Linked DNA regions of Mus musculus: regions 2, 3 and 4 are each linked to region 1. The links are chromatin contacts, called in public ChIA-PET, HiChIP or PLAC-seq and promoter capture Hi-C maps. All regions are on one chromosome and are shown on one strand. Each heading gives the region's core, a stretch centred on a gene start, on an enhancer-like site or on the middle of the called end of the contact. The rest is flanking DNA. Distances are from core to core; before and after follow the strand shown. Region 1 holds the start of Gpx1 (glutathione peroxidase 1). Region 2 holds the start of Hyal3 (hyaluronoglucosaminidase 3). Region 3 overlaps Rbm5 (RNA binding motif protein 5). Region 4 holds the start of Slc26a6 (solute carrier family 26, member 6).

Evidence for each region. Promoter capture Hi-C pulls out the DNA fragments that hold promoters and counts their contacts. ChIA-PET counts read pairs in DNA pulled down with a chosen protein or histone mark. HiChIP or PLAC-seq counts read pairs in DNA pulled down with a chosen protein or histone mark.
Region 2: a contact with region 1 is called in a promoter capture Hi-C map of erythroid cells, with 10 times the contacts expected there. The contact joins the promoter of Hyal3 here to the promoter of Gpx1 in region 1. A contact is called at or near these places in 2 of 39 promoter capture datasets (erythroid cells and liver), 3 of 115 datasets of contacts at active chromatin or transcription factors (cardiomyocytes, memory CD8 T cells and pancreatic cancer cells) and 2 of 9 other capture datasets (adipose tissue and liver).
Region 3: a contact with region 1 is called in an H3K27ac HiChIP or PLAC-seq map of microglia, with 5 times the contacts expected there. The contact joins the enhancer-like site here to the promoter of Gpx1 in region 1. A contact is called at or near these places in 9 of 39 promoter capture datasets (the C10 cell line, fetal liver, hematopoietic stem and progenitor cells and 5 more), 1 of 115 datasets of contacts at active chromatin or transcription factors (microglia) and 1 of 9 other capture datasets (adipose tissue).
Region 4: an RNA polymerase II ChIA-PET map of memory CD8 T cells shows a contact between it and region 1, with 5 read pairs. The contact joins the promoter of Slc26a6 here to the promoter of Gpx1 in region 1. A contact is called at or near these places in 2 of 115 datasets of contacts at active chromatin or transcription factors (embryonic forebrain and memory CD8 T cells).

The regions. Positions count from the first base shown.
Region 1 is chr9:108,337,321-108,340,830 of GRCm38.p6, reverse strand. It overlaps Gpx1 (glutathione peroxidase 1), which reads right to left and starts at 1,751. Exons shown (of 2, transcript NM_008160.6): 1 at 1,273-1,751; 2 at 489-1,054. The coding sequence starts at 1,518. The coding sequence ends at 695. It overlaps Rhoa (ras homolog family member A), which reads right to left. Exons shown (of 6, transcript NM_016802.5): 6 at 2,888-3,510.
Region 2 is chr9:107,579,700-107,583,209 of GRCm38.p6, reverse strand. It overlaps Hyal3 (hyaluronoglucosaminidase 3), which reads right to left and starts at 1,914. Exons shown (of 4, transcript NM_178020.3): 1 at 1,874-1,914. Hyal1 (hyaluronoglucosaminidase 1) reads right to left here. Exons shown (of 4, transcript NM_008317.6): 4 at 2,259-3,510. Naa80 (N(alpha)-acetyltransferase 80, NatH catalytic subunit) reads right to left here and starts at 2,541. Exons shown (of 2, transcript NM_019750.4): 1 at 2,275-2,541; 2 at 1-393. The coding sequence starts at 302.
Region 3 is chr9:107,745,898-107,749,407 of GRCm38.p6, reverse strand. Rbm5 (RNA binding motif protein 5) reads left to right here. Exons shown (of 25, transcript NM_148930.3): 18 at 3,228-3,389. Among named protein-coding and RNA genes, the nearest start is that of Gm34605, 18 kb to the right of the region's middle. Within about 2 kb of position 1,912, at least 21 of the 459 cell types and tissues checked have an H3K27ac peak or open chromatin away from gene starts, as enhancers often do. A contact at or near this core is called in microglia and neutrophils, where this site is marked.
Region 4 is chr9:108,852,174-108,855,683 of GRCm38.p6, reverse strand. It overlaps Slc26a6 (solute carrier family 26, member 6), which reads right to left and starts at 1,641. Exons shown (of 20, transcript NM_134420.4): 1 at 850-1,641. It overlaps Celsr3 (cadherin, EGF LAG seven-pass G-type receptor 3), which reads right to left. Exons shown (of 36, transcript NM_001359572.1): 36 at 2,715-3,510.

The sequences.
Region 1 (3,510 bases), core at 502-3,001:
CCTGCCACACACTCTACACCTGCCTTCCACCTTTTCCGTCGGAATCTCACAACACCCAGCATAAATTAAGGCACTGAGTAGCAGTGTGGGTTCATGCAGCAAAGAGAAGCTGGTAACACTGTGCAAGGCTGTTGCAGCTGTGCAAAACAGACTTCTGTGGGCAAAGATCTAGATTTCTAGAGTCTTGTGTGAACAGGGGCACACAGTCACTTCCTCATCCACCAAAAACTCAGAAAGGAGAAGTTCACGTTTGGGGTTAGGGTGGCCTTAACCGTTAGGCAGTCTGCCCTTGTCTACTGGCTTCCTCCTTCTGGAGTATGGCCTCTGCTGTAACGGCGACTCAAGACTGACCTTAACCATGTCCTGGGACAGGGAGAAAGAAAAGCATAAGGGGCGGGGAAAGGGACGTTTAGGCTCTGGGATTGAGTTCCTTATCCCTGACTATGAGGCTATCCAAAAGGTGACAATGACACAGGACACACAAACAATTCTGATATTCAGCACTTTATTCTTAGTAGTGAAACCACCTTTCATTAGGTGGAAAGGCATCGGGAATGGATGGGACCAGCGCCCATCTGAGGGGATTTTCCTGGAAATCAGGTGTTTCTCCGTGCAAATTTAGAGGAAACACCATCATGGAAGAACCGCCCCCCAGAGTGCAGCCAGTAATCACCAAGCCAATGCCAGGGCCGCCTTAGGAGTTGCCAGACTGCTGGGACAGCAGGGTTTCTATGTCAGGTTCGATGTCGATGGTACGAAAGCGGCGGCTGTACCTGCGCACGGGAACACCGTCGGGGCCCACCAGGAACTTCTCAAAGTTCCAGGCAATGTCGTTGCGGCACACCGGAGACCAAATGATGTACTTGGGGTCGGTCATGAGCGCAGTGGGGTCGTCACTGGGTGTTGGCAAGGCATTCCGCAGGAAGGTAAAGAGCGGGTGAGCCTTCTCACCATTCACTTCGCACTTCTCAAACAATGTAAAATTGGGCTCGAACCCGCCACCAGGTCGGACGTACTTGAGGGAATTCAGAATCTCTTCATTCTTGCCATTCTCCTAGGGAAGACAAAGGCATTTATTTATGTGCTAGGATTTCGGAAAGAATGTGCTTTTTAACTGCAAAACAGAGGTTTCCCGATGAGTCACCAGGAAGTTGCCCTCCTTGTATAACCGAGGATAGGCCTGCATTCCAGCTGTAGTACCAGAGGAGAAAGTAAGCGGTGTCCCGCCCGTGGGAGCCTAGAGCCCAAGGCCACCCATCTCGCCCCATATACCTGGTGTCCGAACTGATTGCACGGGAAACCGAGCACCACCAGTCCACGAGGTCCCAGACGCTTCTGCAGATCGTTCATCTCGGTGTAGTCCCGGATCGTGGTGCCTCAGAGAGACGCGACATTCTCAATGAGCAGCACCTTGCCCCGCAGGGAGCCCAGGCTCACAGGCTCCCCGCCCGTCAGCGGGCGCGCGGAGAAGGCATACACGGTGGACTGTGCCGCCGCGGAGAGCCGAGCAGCACACATACTGGAGATGTTGGGACTCAAACGTGGAATCCGTACTAGCGCTCACAGGGCCCTGCACCTCCTTTTAACTGGATGGTGCTGAGATCACGTGGCATCGCTTTCTTTCCGGCTGGCAGCCAGCTCTAAGTCTCAGGGTCCCGCCTTATCCGGCCTCTACCCTCCCCCCATCGAGGAACAGGGAAGAGGGTGCGGCCGGGCTAAAGCGCCTGGAGGTGCCTAGGGCGGGTCTGGTCTAGCTCCTGTAGCACTAGTCTGGAAGGAAGCTGCTTGCTTAGGCGGGGATCTTCCAGCTCTGTCTTACTCAACCGTTTCTTAATTAGTCTAGAGTCCCGCCTAGGAAGATGGCCTCTGGCAATAACAACGGCTAAAGCAGCTCACGCACAGCTCCCTTATATTGTGTAACTTTACCCACACGTTTCTAGTCATAAGGTTATAGGGTTTTAAAAACATAAGTTTAATTACACTTATTGTTTAATTAAATCGAAGGAGCATGCATGTTGAGGTCAGAGTTGGTTCTCTCCTTCCACTCGGTGATAATTTGGGAATTGAACTCAAGAGGAGCTGCGTCGCATCAGGTGGCCAGTGTTTTGTTTCTGAGACAAGGTCTCTACAGAGCCCTGGCTCGCCTGGAACTCCAAGTGCATGTTTTCGTTTTGTTTTGTCTTGGGGGGTGTCTCCATCTCATCAGTGTTTCTGTATGCAGTCTTGGCTGTACTAAGGCTTGTTCAGTAGCCCAGGCAGGCCTAGAACTCAAGAGATTTACCTGTCTCTTTGCTTTCATCCCGAGTGCTGGTACTAAAGGCTTGTACCACCCATGCCTGACTTTTTTTTAGTAGCACTAACAGCGCTATCAAAGGCAATTTCTTTTGGTTGTTTTTGTAAGGGTGGACAGCAGTGCAGGACTCCCTGCTCCAGACTCTAACCTAGCTCCTCTCAGAACACGTGCTTCTAGTGGTCCTAGATTCCTGCCCCCAGTGCAGTTTGGTCTTAGTCCAGAAAACCCAGCCCCTCATGTCCCCTCTATGACATTCCACTCCACTTTTTTTTTTTTTTTTTTTTTTTGTCTTTTTTAGACAGGGTTTCTCTGTATATCCCTGGCTGTCCTGGAACTCACATTGTAGACCAGGCTGGCCTCGAACTCAGAAATCCACCTGCCTCTGCCTCCCGAGTGCTGGGATGAAAGGCCTGCGCCACCACACCCGGCTTCCACTCCACTTTTTAGATTTGAACGTGTCACAGGGAAACCACTTCCATGTTCTTGGGAGGAGACAAAAGGTTAGTCTAGAAGAGGGAGGGAGTAGGAGGAGCTGGTGCCATTCAAGAAGCCTCTCCAGGGGAGTCTTTCCGGCGAAAGCAACACACAAGAGAATACAGGAAATTTAGAAAACTGCCTTTATTCTATTAGTTGGAAAAATTAACTGGTACAGAAAAATGTTTAGTCAGCTGGAGAGAAGAGACCCCCCCACCCCCACCCACTGCCACCCATAAGAACTGGTGGCTCCTCTGGGAGGCAACTTGGATACAGTGTGGAGAAAGGAGCACTGTGACTTAGAGCCAGACCCTGCAGTCCAGGTGAGAAAGGCTATGCCACCTCCAAAGTATAACTGCCTCAGGCGGGAAACCAAATTCCTACTTAGTCCAGTCTGGAAAGGGGTACTAGAATGATATATAGGGCTGAATAAGGGATATGGCCATATTTTATCAGAGAAAGTGACAAAATGGGAATTTTAAAAATGAATTCTTCCATCTGACTTTATTTCCAAATACACTTTCTTAAAAAAAAAAAAAAAAAAGAAAAAAAGAAAGAAAGAAAGAAAAAGAAAAGAAGCAATACACTTTCTGTGGGAATGACAAATATCAGTATTAGGAAATCCAATTATACAAAAAATACTACATCTAGTCTGGGGTAGATATATTTATTTTTTGGTAACATACATTAAGTGGCACTAATTACACAGTAACTATAAGGTAACTAACATGAGACCACAGAAC
Region 2 (3,510 bases), core at 665-3,164, 760 kb after region 1:
CTCATGAGCTCGGGTCGGCAGTGTACAGGCTCCAGGATTAATTCAGGCAGCTTGGGAACTGGGAGCTCCTTTGCCTGGTGTTGAGGATCCAGGGTAAGCTCAGCTGGGCCAGGACTGAGGCTCATCTCTGGGTGGCATGTGGGATCCAGGGTCAGCTCAGCTAGCCTAGGACTCAGCGACAGCTCTGGCTGGCGTGCAGGATCCAGGGTTAGCTTGGACAGGTTGAATCTCAGGGTCAACTCTGGCTGGCGTGCAGGATCTAGAGTCAGCTTTGCTGGGCTGGTACTCAGGATCAGCTCCATCCGGTGCACGGGGTCTAAGGTAGGGGTCAGCTTGACTGGGCCAGGGCTCAGAGTCAGCTCCGGCCTACAGGTGGAATCCAGGCTCAGCTAGCTGTGTCAGGCAAGAAGCCAAGGTCACTTTCTGTTAGGTTTCAGATGGCTTAATGCCTGGCTGGAGGGTAAGGCCACAGTCTCCAGGAAGTGGCATCTCCTTATATAAGGGATTACCTCCTGGGTATAACAGCCATGCGAGGCTGTGTCAGGAAGATACAGTTGGGGCAGGGAAGGACTGATGAGAGGAGGGGGAGGGGTGTGCATCCTGGGATTGGGGGATGGTATGCTTCACCTTGTCCCACATGCACTTGAAAGCACCTGCAGTCTAGAGGAGACCCATCCCAACCCCTGTGAGGAGAACTCATGGAGACTAGCTGAGTGTCCTGACCCAACACTGGAGGGAAGCTGGCAGTACTAAGAAATGCTGAAGGCTGGGCTCTGGCTACAAATCTCCTATCATTTGTCACACCTCACTATGTCAGGCTTGCCACCCTAGCCCACTTGCTCACCATTTTTTGTTTTGCTTGGGTTCCCTCTCCCCGTCCCCCCCACTTCTCCAGGGTATGTATAGCCTGTGTTTGCCTCAAAATAGTGACTTAAGTGCCTCAGCCTCCTAGTAGCCCATGACTGTAGCTTGCTGGCCTTGGCAGACAGTGCAAACCAGCCATCATACTTTTAGCTTGCCCCCACCTGAGTTTTTCAGAAGACCTCTCCCAGGAGTCACCCCCACCTCCCACACCCCTCCTCCCCCTATACAGACAGGTCAGCTCTCCTCCAACCCTGAGCTTTTTCAGTTATCTGAGCCACAAAAGTGGCTCCTGGGACACTCACACCCACCCCAAACAGGCTCAACCCCCCCAACCCCTTACTGCTTTCCCTCCTCGGGACACGGAACCTGTGGCCCTCCGTTCCAATCCGTCCAATTCAGGACACTTTGGCCTTGGGTCCTTCTGTCCCTACACATGGGGCTCTGATGGTACTGCCGTGGAGCTTGGCCCATTACATAGAATGTGGCTTTTGCAAGTCTGCTTGCCTCTGGTCTGAGTTTCATAGTCACCCTGATAAGGACCATGGCTTCCTTCCTAAATCTACAGGTGTCCAACGGCCACTACTTTGGGGACCTGGGCCTCCCTGCTGAAACTCCACTGCACTGTTTTTTTTTTTTTTTTTTTTTTGGTTTTTTTGTTTGTTTGTTTTTTTGAGACAGGGTTTCTATGTGTAACTGACCTGGCTGACCTGGAACTCACTTGTAGGCAACAAAGATCTGCCTGTCTTTGCCTCTAGTGCTGGGATGAAAGGTGTAGACCATAATGCTCCAGCTAGAAACTCCATTGTTTACCTGCCTTATTCTAGGATCTGCTGGCAGGAGGGTCTATGTTGGGGGATTTCTTGCAGTGGATGGACAGTGGGTCCCACTCCTTTACTCATTTACTGTAGGACGGGCCTCCTGACTCCCTTTCCCAAATTTCCCTGAGCCTGAGGACAGCCCTCTCCCCCCTTCCCCCCAAATCTCAAACACCAGGCTTTAAGCCTCTTACCTGGCTCAGGTGGCTCCGCAGACACAGTACTCCCTCCCCAGCTCCCACACCTTCTAAGTAAGGCCAGGAAGGAGGAACCTTAGGGTCCGCCCCTAGCTCAGAGCGCCAGGGTTCCCCCCCCAGACAGGTTTAACCCCTTCATTGCGGACCCCACCACTGTAAGTGGAGCGAAGCTTCGGGTCTTCAGGGAGAGTCTGCACTTACCCCTTGTGGGCCATGGGCCATGGATCTTTTGGGAGTGGGGGTTTTGAAAGCTCGATTATGGTGGGTGTGGCTTAACAAGCACTAAGCTCTAAGGGAAAGGGAAACACTGGGAAGACTTGAGCGACACTGTAACTTTGGGGACCACAGGCGCAGGGTGGATAAACGGGCAGCATGTGAGAAGTGAGGGTGATACTGACATGTTAAAGCCGAATTCCGGGATGATCCACGTCCTGCCTGCGCTCGGTCGGGTAACTCGCTGTCTCTGGCTCCAACTCCTCGGTCTGCCTACGCTGGTCCCAGCAGTACGGAGGACTCACTGCAGTCTTCGCAGGAGACAGAGCACCTCCTCCTAAGTTCTCAGTGCCCGCCCGGAACGTCCCTACCTAGACACCCCGCCCCTGGTTCTGAGCGTCACAACAGAACTCCTGTAGGCCCATTCTGTCCCTGGCTTCTTCCCTTCCGGTGGTGACTGGCAACTAGGCCCGTAGTTTCCTTTCGTTGGCTCCGCCTCCTCTTGGCTCTAGCCGGCTTCTAGCAGCTTGCCTGTGTTCAGCTCCGCCTGCCCCTCTCCTAGCTCCAGGCTCAAAGAAATGAGAGTTTCACTTTGTTTCCGCTCTTGTAGGGTCTCCAGTCCTCGTGGGTTGGTGGAAATGGCCTGATCAGGTGGAACTTCCTCCTGATCATGGAAAGCAGTCGTCTTCAGACAACACAATTGGATGAAAGTATAGAGCCTTTCCAGTGCCTTCTGGGTTCTGAGACCTGCCTATTTTAGGAGCTAATTAAACAGCTAAGTAATATAAGACAGCTTTGTTTGCCGGGTTGAGTGATGCTAGTACTCTGAGCAGATTCAGGGATCCTATAGAGTGATGCTTGTGTTTCCCCAGCCCTCTGAGGGTACCATCAGCATGCAGTAGGTGTGCAAGGTTCTATCTTTGGAGCTAGATAGCCTAGATTTCAAAATGCATCTCTCCTGGTTGGTTGGTTGTTTTGTTTTGTTTTTTGTTTGTTTGGTTTTTTTTGTTTGTTTTTTTTGTTTTTGAGACAGGGTTTCTCTGTGTAGCCCTGGCTGTCCTGGAACTCACTCTGTAGACGAGGCTGGCCTCAAACTCAGAAATTGGCCTGCCTCTGCCTCCCAAGTGCTGGGATTAAAGGCATGCGCCAACAGTGTCTCTCTGTGTAGTCCTGGCTGTCCTGGAGCTCAATATGTAGACCAGGCTGGCCTTGCCTCCCAAGTACTGGGATCTAAGGTGTGCATCATCCATGCCTGGCCTTGCTTGTCTCTTCTTGCTGGGCAACCCTCAGTGGCTGGGTAGCTTGTGTGAGGTAAGTGAATGAAAAAGGCTCAGCTTCCCTGCATGTCCATTGCAAAGACTGAATGAGTTAGCCCACTTCTAGTGCTTGCTTATTAGCATAGGGCTTGGCACAGAGCTGAC
Region 3 (3,510 bases), core at 663-3,162, 590 kb after region 1:
ACACATTGCACACAGTACTGGTAAAATGTTCTGAGGTGAGCTAGGGCATGGGCTGAGCATTACACGCTACCTTTGCACAAACCTACTCAAATCCCAGCGCCAACATGGCAGCTCACACTGCCCATTCTTCCAGTTCTAGGGTATTTGATGGCCTCTTGTGGCCTCCATGGGCACCACGCACAAACATGGAGGAGCAGCATGTGTATGCATTCAGGAGGCAAAACACTCTTACACATATAATAGGTTTTATTGTGGGTTTTTTTTCCCCCATTGTTTTGAGGTACATTGTATATACATAAAAGTGTATATGAGTTGTGTATGTGTTTGAGTTCTTGTAAATTTTTTTTAGGTTTATTTTGTGTGTGTTTTGTCTATGTTTATATCTGTTCACTCTGTGTGTACAGTGTCCATTGAGGCTACAATAGGGCAGTGGATCCCCTGGGACTGGAGTTAGAATAGATGGTTGTTAACCACTGTGTGGGTGCTAGGAATTGAATCTTAATGTTTACATGGATGGATGCATGCATAAGCAAACACACACACACACACCACTGATAACATTCCCAGCATATCTGCATAGTCCTCATTCCTGCTGCCAATTAGTATCCTCCCTCTTCAGCATCCAGTGTTTTGATTCTATTTTTAGAGGAAGTTTTATCAAATTAAGATGTTGTGCTAGCCAAGTGATGGTGGCACACACCCTTGATCCCAGTAGTTAGGAACAGAGGCAGGTGGTCACCGAGTTCCAGAGCAGCCTGATCTACAGGAGTGGTGATACAAACCTCTAATAACCCCAGTACTTGGTGGATAGAGAAAGGCTGTGAGTTTGACCCCAATCTACATGGCAAGTTCTAGGCAGCCAGTGAGCTACAAAGTCAGGCCCTGTCTCAAAAACAAGAAAAAAAGGAAGATGTTTGTGCCAAGGATGGTGGTACACACTTAATCCACCACTTAGGAAGCAGAAACAGGAATATCAGAAGCTGGAGGGATACATGGATATCAAAACAAAAAACGCAAAACCTAAAATTGTAGGGGGCTGGCGCTCAGCACTTGATGTTCTTCCAGAGGACCTTGATTTTGGTCTTTCTCCCCGCCACTACCCCCACCCCACACCCACACCCACACCCATGGCTGCTCATCACCATCTACAGCCTCCCATCCAGGGGACCCAGAGCCTTTATCAAACTCATACACCCAGATGCAGACACACACATCTACACACACATGACTACAATTTATAAAAATAACTTTTCCTAAAAAATTTCTTTTCAGGGGATATAATACATGAGAGAAGAATTTTATTAAAAAAAGATTTAAGAAAAAAAAATTACACAGAGAAACCCTGTCTCAAAAAAAAAAAAAAAAAGAAAAAAGAAAAAAAGAAAGAGAATTGAAAAGCCTAGCTAGAAGCTTTAAATTCTAGGTGGGGTTTTTCCCCTTAATTGAAACAAAATTTAACATTTTACTCAGAATATATAATTTGGTGGCTTTTAGTGTAGTCATTTTGTTAGCAGTTAGTACCTCTAATCTACAGAACATTTTTATCTCAAATCACTCCCCTTCCTTTACCCCTGCCTTCCACCAACCCCCCCCCCAAAAAAAAATAAAAAAACTAATAGACATTTTTGTCTCTGAATTTCCCTGTTTTTTGGACTCAGACACTGGTCTAGCTTCTTTACTTAGCATGTCTGTGTATTCTTGAGGATGGGGTTTAGCACGTCTAGGAAGTATTTTATTTTTGTTAGTGTCTATAACTTAAGGAGGGAAATAACTTTAACACTCCATAAATAGTATCTATTTATACCTAAAAACTGTGTATATAACATAGCAAAACAAGAACATTCAGCAGGAAGTTGGCACTGAGTGCCTGTGGTTTCTGAGAGGGAAGTGTGAACAAACAATATGCTGCCTGCCTGTGTGCCTTGCTTCTTCCTTGGTCATTCACTTCCATCATTTGTTCAGTCTGACATCTCCATGGCAGTTCTATCTCAGTCAGCCATAGATGTGACAATCCCACAGTTCCTTTCTCTGTAAGAGACAATGCAGAGGACCCAGCTAGTAGAATAGGAGGTAAAGGCCCTTGCTATCAAACCTGATGACACAGAACCCAGATCATAGAAGAAAACTAGCTCCTACAAGTTGTCTGTGATCTCTGAGCTCAGTATGAGCAACCAAACAGACACATGCATACTAAACAGGATTTTAAGGAAGAGAAGGAGGGCAAGGTGTGGTAGCAACACATACCCTAAACAGAAGCTGGTGGGTCTCTGAGCTCAGAAGACCTAGTCTACATAGTGAGATCTGGGACAGCCAGGCCCTGTCTCAGAAACGAGTACATAAGCCAGGTGTGCACATGTTTTTCTTCCCATGTTTCTGAGGTCAAAGCAGGAGGATGAGGAAGTTCAGGGTAGCCTCTTCTACACATTAAGTATAAGCATAGCTACATGAGATCCTGTTTTAATTTTTAAATTTATATTTATTATATGTGTATGATTTCTGTGCTGCATGTACACCCGCATGCCAGAAGAGGGCACCAGATCCCTTTATAGTTGGTTGTGAGCCACCATGTGGTTGCTGGGAATTGAACCAAGGACTTCTGGAAGAGCAGTCAGTATTTTGCTTCCATGTATACCACTGGAGTACCGAGTAGTCAGTGCTTGAAGGAGCTAGGAAAGGGGGAGTCCCCTGCAACTGGAGAAGAAATCATATTCTACTTTTTCTAGAAGTTTCTGACTTTACTAGCTGGTTCATCCTCATGCATACAGAGGTGTTGTATGAGTTACTTCTGAGCAGGAAATAGGGAACACTAGTCCTAGGTATGTTTTGTTTTGTTTTTGCCTGCTGTGTTGAAAGGTATCTGTCTGGCTTAAGATTCCCTTTGTAGCTGAGAATGAAATCCTGATCCTCTCTGCTGCTCCTCCCACCTTCCAAATGCTCGGTTTACAGACAGGGGTCCAGACCAGACTATTGAGGGTTTTGTTTTGTTTTTAAGATAAGTTCTCAACTATATAGTCTAAACTGAATTTACATTTGCAGTCCTCCTACCTAAGGCACCTGAGTGCTGGGATTACAGACATGCATTACTATTGACATAATAATATTTAAAATAACAGGACTTAAGGTATAGCAGTGGTAGAACAATTGCTTATATAGCATATATATAATCCAATCCCCACTACCACAAAATCTTTATCAGCAATCACTGCATATTTTTTTCTTTTTTGTAGTACTACTATAACTCCTTAACACAGCAGTACTTGTACTGGGATGGCGAGAAGGAGACCTACGTGCCAGCTGCAGAGGCTAGCTCGAACCAGCAGACTGGCCTGCCTTCCACAAAAGAGGGAAAGGAGAAGAAAGAAAAGCCCAAGAGCAAAACTGCTCAGCAGGTATGACCTGTCCAAGGGCACCATGGTCCTTAGAGAATTAAAGCGACTTACTTCTTCGTTTTGGGCTTATTACACTTAAAGTCAGCTATATTTGGATTCTTAAAAACTGGGCTACTGGTCC
Region 4 (3,510 bases), core at 392-2,891, 510 kb before region 1:
GAGCTAACTCTGCTGGTCTCTGAGGGCCCCGTGCTCACACCCTGACAGAGGCAGTATCTGAACTTTGGCTGCTGGAAGACTCTTTCTGGGCCAAAGTCTCTCCGGAAGGGAGAGATGGATGAGCATGCCCACACATCCAGCTCAGGTGTGGCTGCCCAGCCCCGAGTACCACTTCAAGTCCAAGTCCAGGTCTGGGTCCAGGTCCAAACTGACTGCGCTTCCTAGCCCCTACCTCTCAGGCCCTTGGCTTCCTTCCCTGAATCAATTCCTGTCCAGTCCCCTTTCCAGCTTTTCCACCAGGAGCCCAACCTTGTTGGCTGAGAGCGAGTTGACAGATAAGAACTAGCAAACCAGAGGTCTGTAAGCAATACTGCCCTCCAGTTTCAGGACAGGGTCCAGCAAGACTCCAGGGTCGAAGCTCTCACCTCCAGGGAGTTTTGACAGGCTCCCACTCGAAGTAGAGAGACTTCACCTGGGAACAGGAGCTTTTGGAAGCCAATCCAACCTGGAGGGAACTCTGCCCTGAAAGCTTTCACCAGCCAGGCAAGTTCTGACCGGGGGTGTGGGAATCTCTCATCGGGAGGCACTTCTCTGGAGAGGCACTTCTCTCGGAAGTGGGAGACTTTACCAGAGAATAGGATCTGAGGGGGTCTCTCAGAAGAAACTCTGATCTGGGGGGGGGGTGCCTCCATATGGAATGCAGCTCTCTATAAATATATTTCAGGGGAAACAAATTTGGAGTGGGCAGGGGGGAGGGGCTAGCCTGTGGGAAAGATATCACCTGTGAGTTCTGATCTAGGAGAGGCTATAACCAGGGGAGAGAATCCCACCAGAGGGGTAGGAACTCACCTGGGAAGACTCTCTAACCTGGGTATCCAATGGAGGAGGGAGCAGTGCAGACGCAAGGAAGATCTTCAGAGATTCTCTGCACCGCGGGCTCCAGGAGATCTCAGCGGCCCCTCTCCCCTCCTTCAAGATCTCTCAAGTCTTCTTAAAGGGCTCCCTCCCCTTACCAGGCGGCACGCGCCTTGGAGGGCGGAGCCTTGATGCTTGGCACCTCCCTTTGGGAGGGCACAAGGGCCGGCAGCGACAAATGTGAACAGTACCCTGCCGACTCAGGCCGCGGCTGGTCCACCGCCTGGCTAGAGCCTGTCTTGCAGCGGTTTCTCTCCCAGTCCCAACGCGCCCAGCTGGCACACCTCCCGTGCCAGGACTCCTCGGTAAGCAGCAACTTCCCTGCAGCGCCCTTATTAGCACTCCAGGGACGTTCAGTACAACCCTCAAGAGCTGGGGTCGCGCCAGAGCCCGCCCCCATCCCTCGCTGTTGATGGATAACCTCCTTCGGAAAATCGGCAAGGCGGTAAACTAAGGCTCCGCAGACGGGAAATGCCTGTCGGGGACTTGGAGGTTCCCTTCCTGAATTGACCCAGGCCGGGAGTCACAGAACTACTAGCGCTTCGCGGGCACGCGGAATTTGGGCAGCGCCCTGCAACTCACCGGACCCATCGGGAAGTCCCATGGCCCTCAGAGGGTAACTCGTGTACCGCTTTTCAAACAGCTCCCCCAGGAGGCCACTACCGGCTAGAAGGTGGCGCCAGGCCCAGAACTTGGCCGGCCGCAAGCTCCACCGCTAGGATGTGCAAGATCAGACCAATCAGAATTCTGGGGGTGGAATCCAAGTCATACTCTCTGGGCGGGGCGAGCCCGGAGAATAAAATTTTAACCCTTTCCTTCCCGTCGGCCTAGCTTCTGTCCCTGCCTGCGATTCTTGTTAACCTGCTGGGAGCTGGAGCATTCTGCTGAGACTGGAGGACTGGAACGAAGGCCCAGCGCTACGCTTGGCCAATGTTATGCCTCTGTGCCCTTAAGTGGCTGGACCTAATTGTATGCTTTGTAGAAGGTCCCCACTTTATGCAGAGGAGACATTCTTGACCGATCTGGATGCCTAGGTGTGCAACCAGGGGCCCCAGCCTCAACTGTGGGAGATCTAGGCCTGTAGGGTCTCTCAGGGACCACCAAGCTGTGAGTATCACCCTCAGATTTTTCCTTCTGAGACCTGGCACAGTGGTCCTCAAGACCAGCCCCACCCCACCTCCATTTCTTTTTTTCCAGACAAGTTTTCTCTGTTTAGCCTTGGCTGTCCTGGAACTCTCTGTAGACCAGACTTGTCTACAGAGATCCACCTGCCTCTGCCTAGTGAGTGCTGGGATTAAAGAAGAGATCAAAGGTATTTGTCACCATGGGTGGCTTCTTAAGCCCCCCCCCCCCCTTTCACTTTCACACCTGGCTGCCTAGACTGGAAATGGAGCACTCAGGATCCTTTCCAGGTCTGGAAGCTCTGGCCTGATCCAAGTGAGAAAAGACCAGTAAGGGCCAGAGTGTGGGTGGGTAAGCAGGAACTGAAGTGGGAACGCCTAGGTTTGGGGTGACTAATGGGCAGGGCCACAAATGTCAGCCTCTGGATATTAAGGAAACCCTCATATGACTGCCTAGACCAGGAAAGTGGCTTCTCTTGGCGCAGCTCCTGCGCTCCAACTTCAGGCTCCAGTCACAAGGTGAGAGGCCATATTTCAGAAAGAAATGGGAACCTGGTCCAAATCTCCCATGAAATGGGCTAAAAATAACTGGCTATTTTGGAGGGAGGAGAGCTCAGAGTCCTACAAAGGTCATCCTGGGTGAGTATTCTCAACAGCTGAGACAGAAAGAGGAACAAGTGTTTTCTATAGAAGTTTATTCCCAAAACAGAGCGCGGCTTCACGGAACAATTTACACAGACAGGAAAGAGGGCCACTGTTGGAAGGGGACCCCAGAGACGGGCATCTACAGAACCTAGGACATAGCAAGGACACTCTCCCAACCGACAGGCCTCTCAGCCCTTCAAGGGCAGGGGTCAGTCTGGGTAAAGAGAGCTGGGGACCTGGCTGGTGGGATTTGGCACAGGCAGTGAAGTGGGATTTTTTTGAATCTCAGAAACTGCCTCCCAAGAGTAAACACAGGGTAGGGGTGGGTGGCGGCTGCACAGAACCCCGGTCCTGAGCCACTTTCGGGGCAAGCTGTTAGAAGACTCAGCTGACCTTTGACCTGGGAAAAGTTGGGATTAGAAGCCTACCTCAAGATGGCCAGGTCCAGGGGCATCGCAGGTGGGTCTTTTAGGCCCCTCCCCCACTTTTTCTACCTTTCACTTGTAAACAAAGAGGGGGAAACATTCTGAACTATAAAACAAAGTGTGTAAGTTCAATGGTTGAAGCTGTAAACAATAAATAAAACCCAACCATGTTAAAAAAATAATCTTGATCTGTAAACAAAGTAACAAAAATGTAAAGTCCCCAGCACTGGACATCAGACAACTAACAAGAGAGTTTTGTGAGCAGGATCCTAACAGTTACCTGTCCCTTTATAAGGGACCAACAGAAGGTGGGGCAGCCACTGCTGCAGCCTGGTGCCAGGGAGGATCCTGTAAGCAGTGAGAGGCGGTGGCACCTACCTACATTCTGGGTCTTGGGTTCCCTT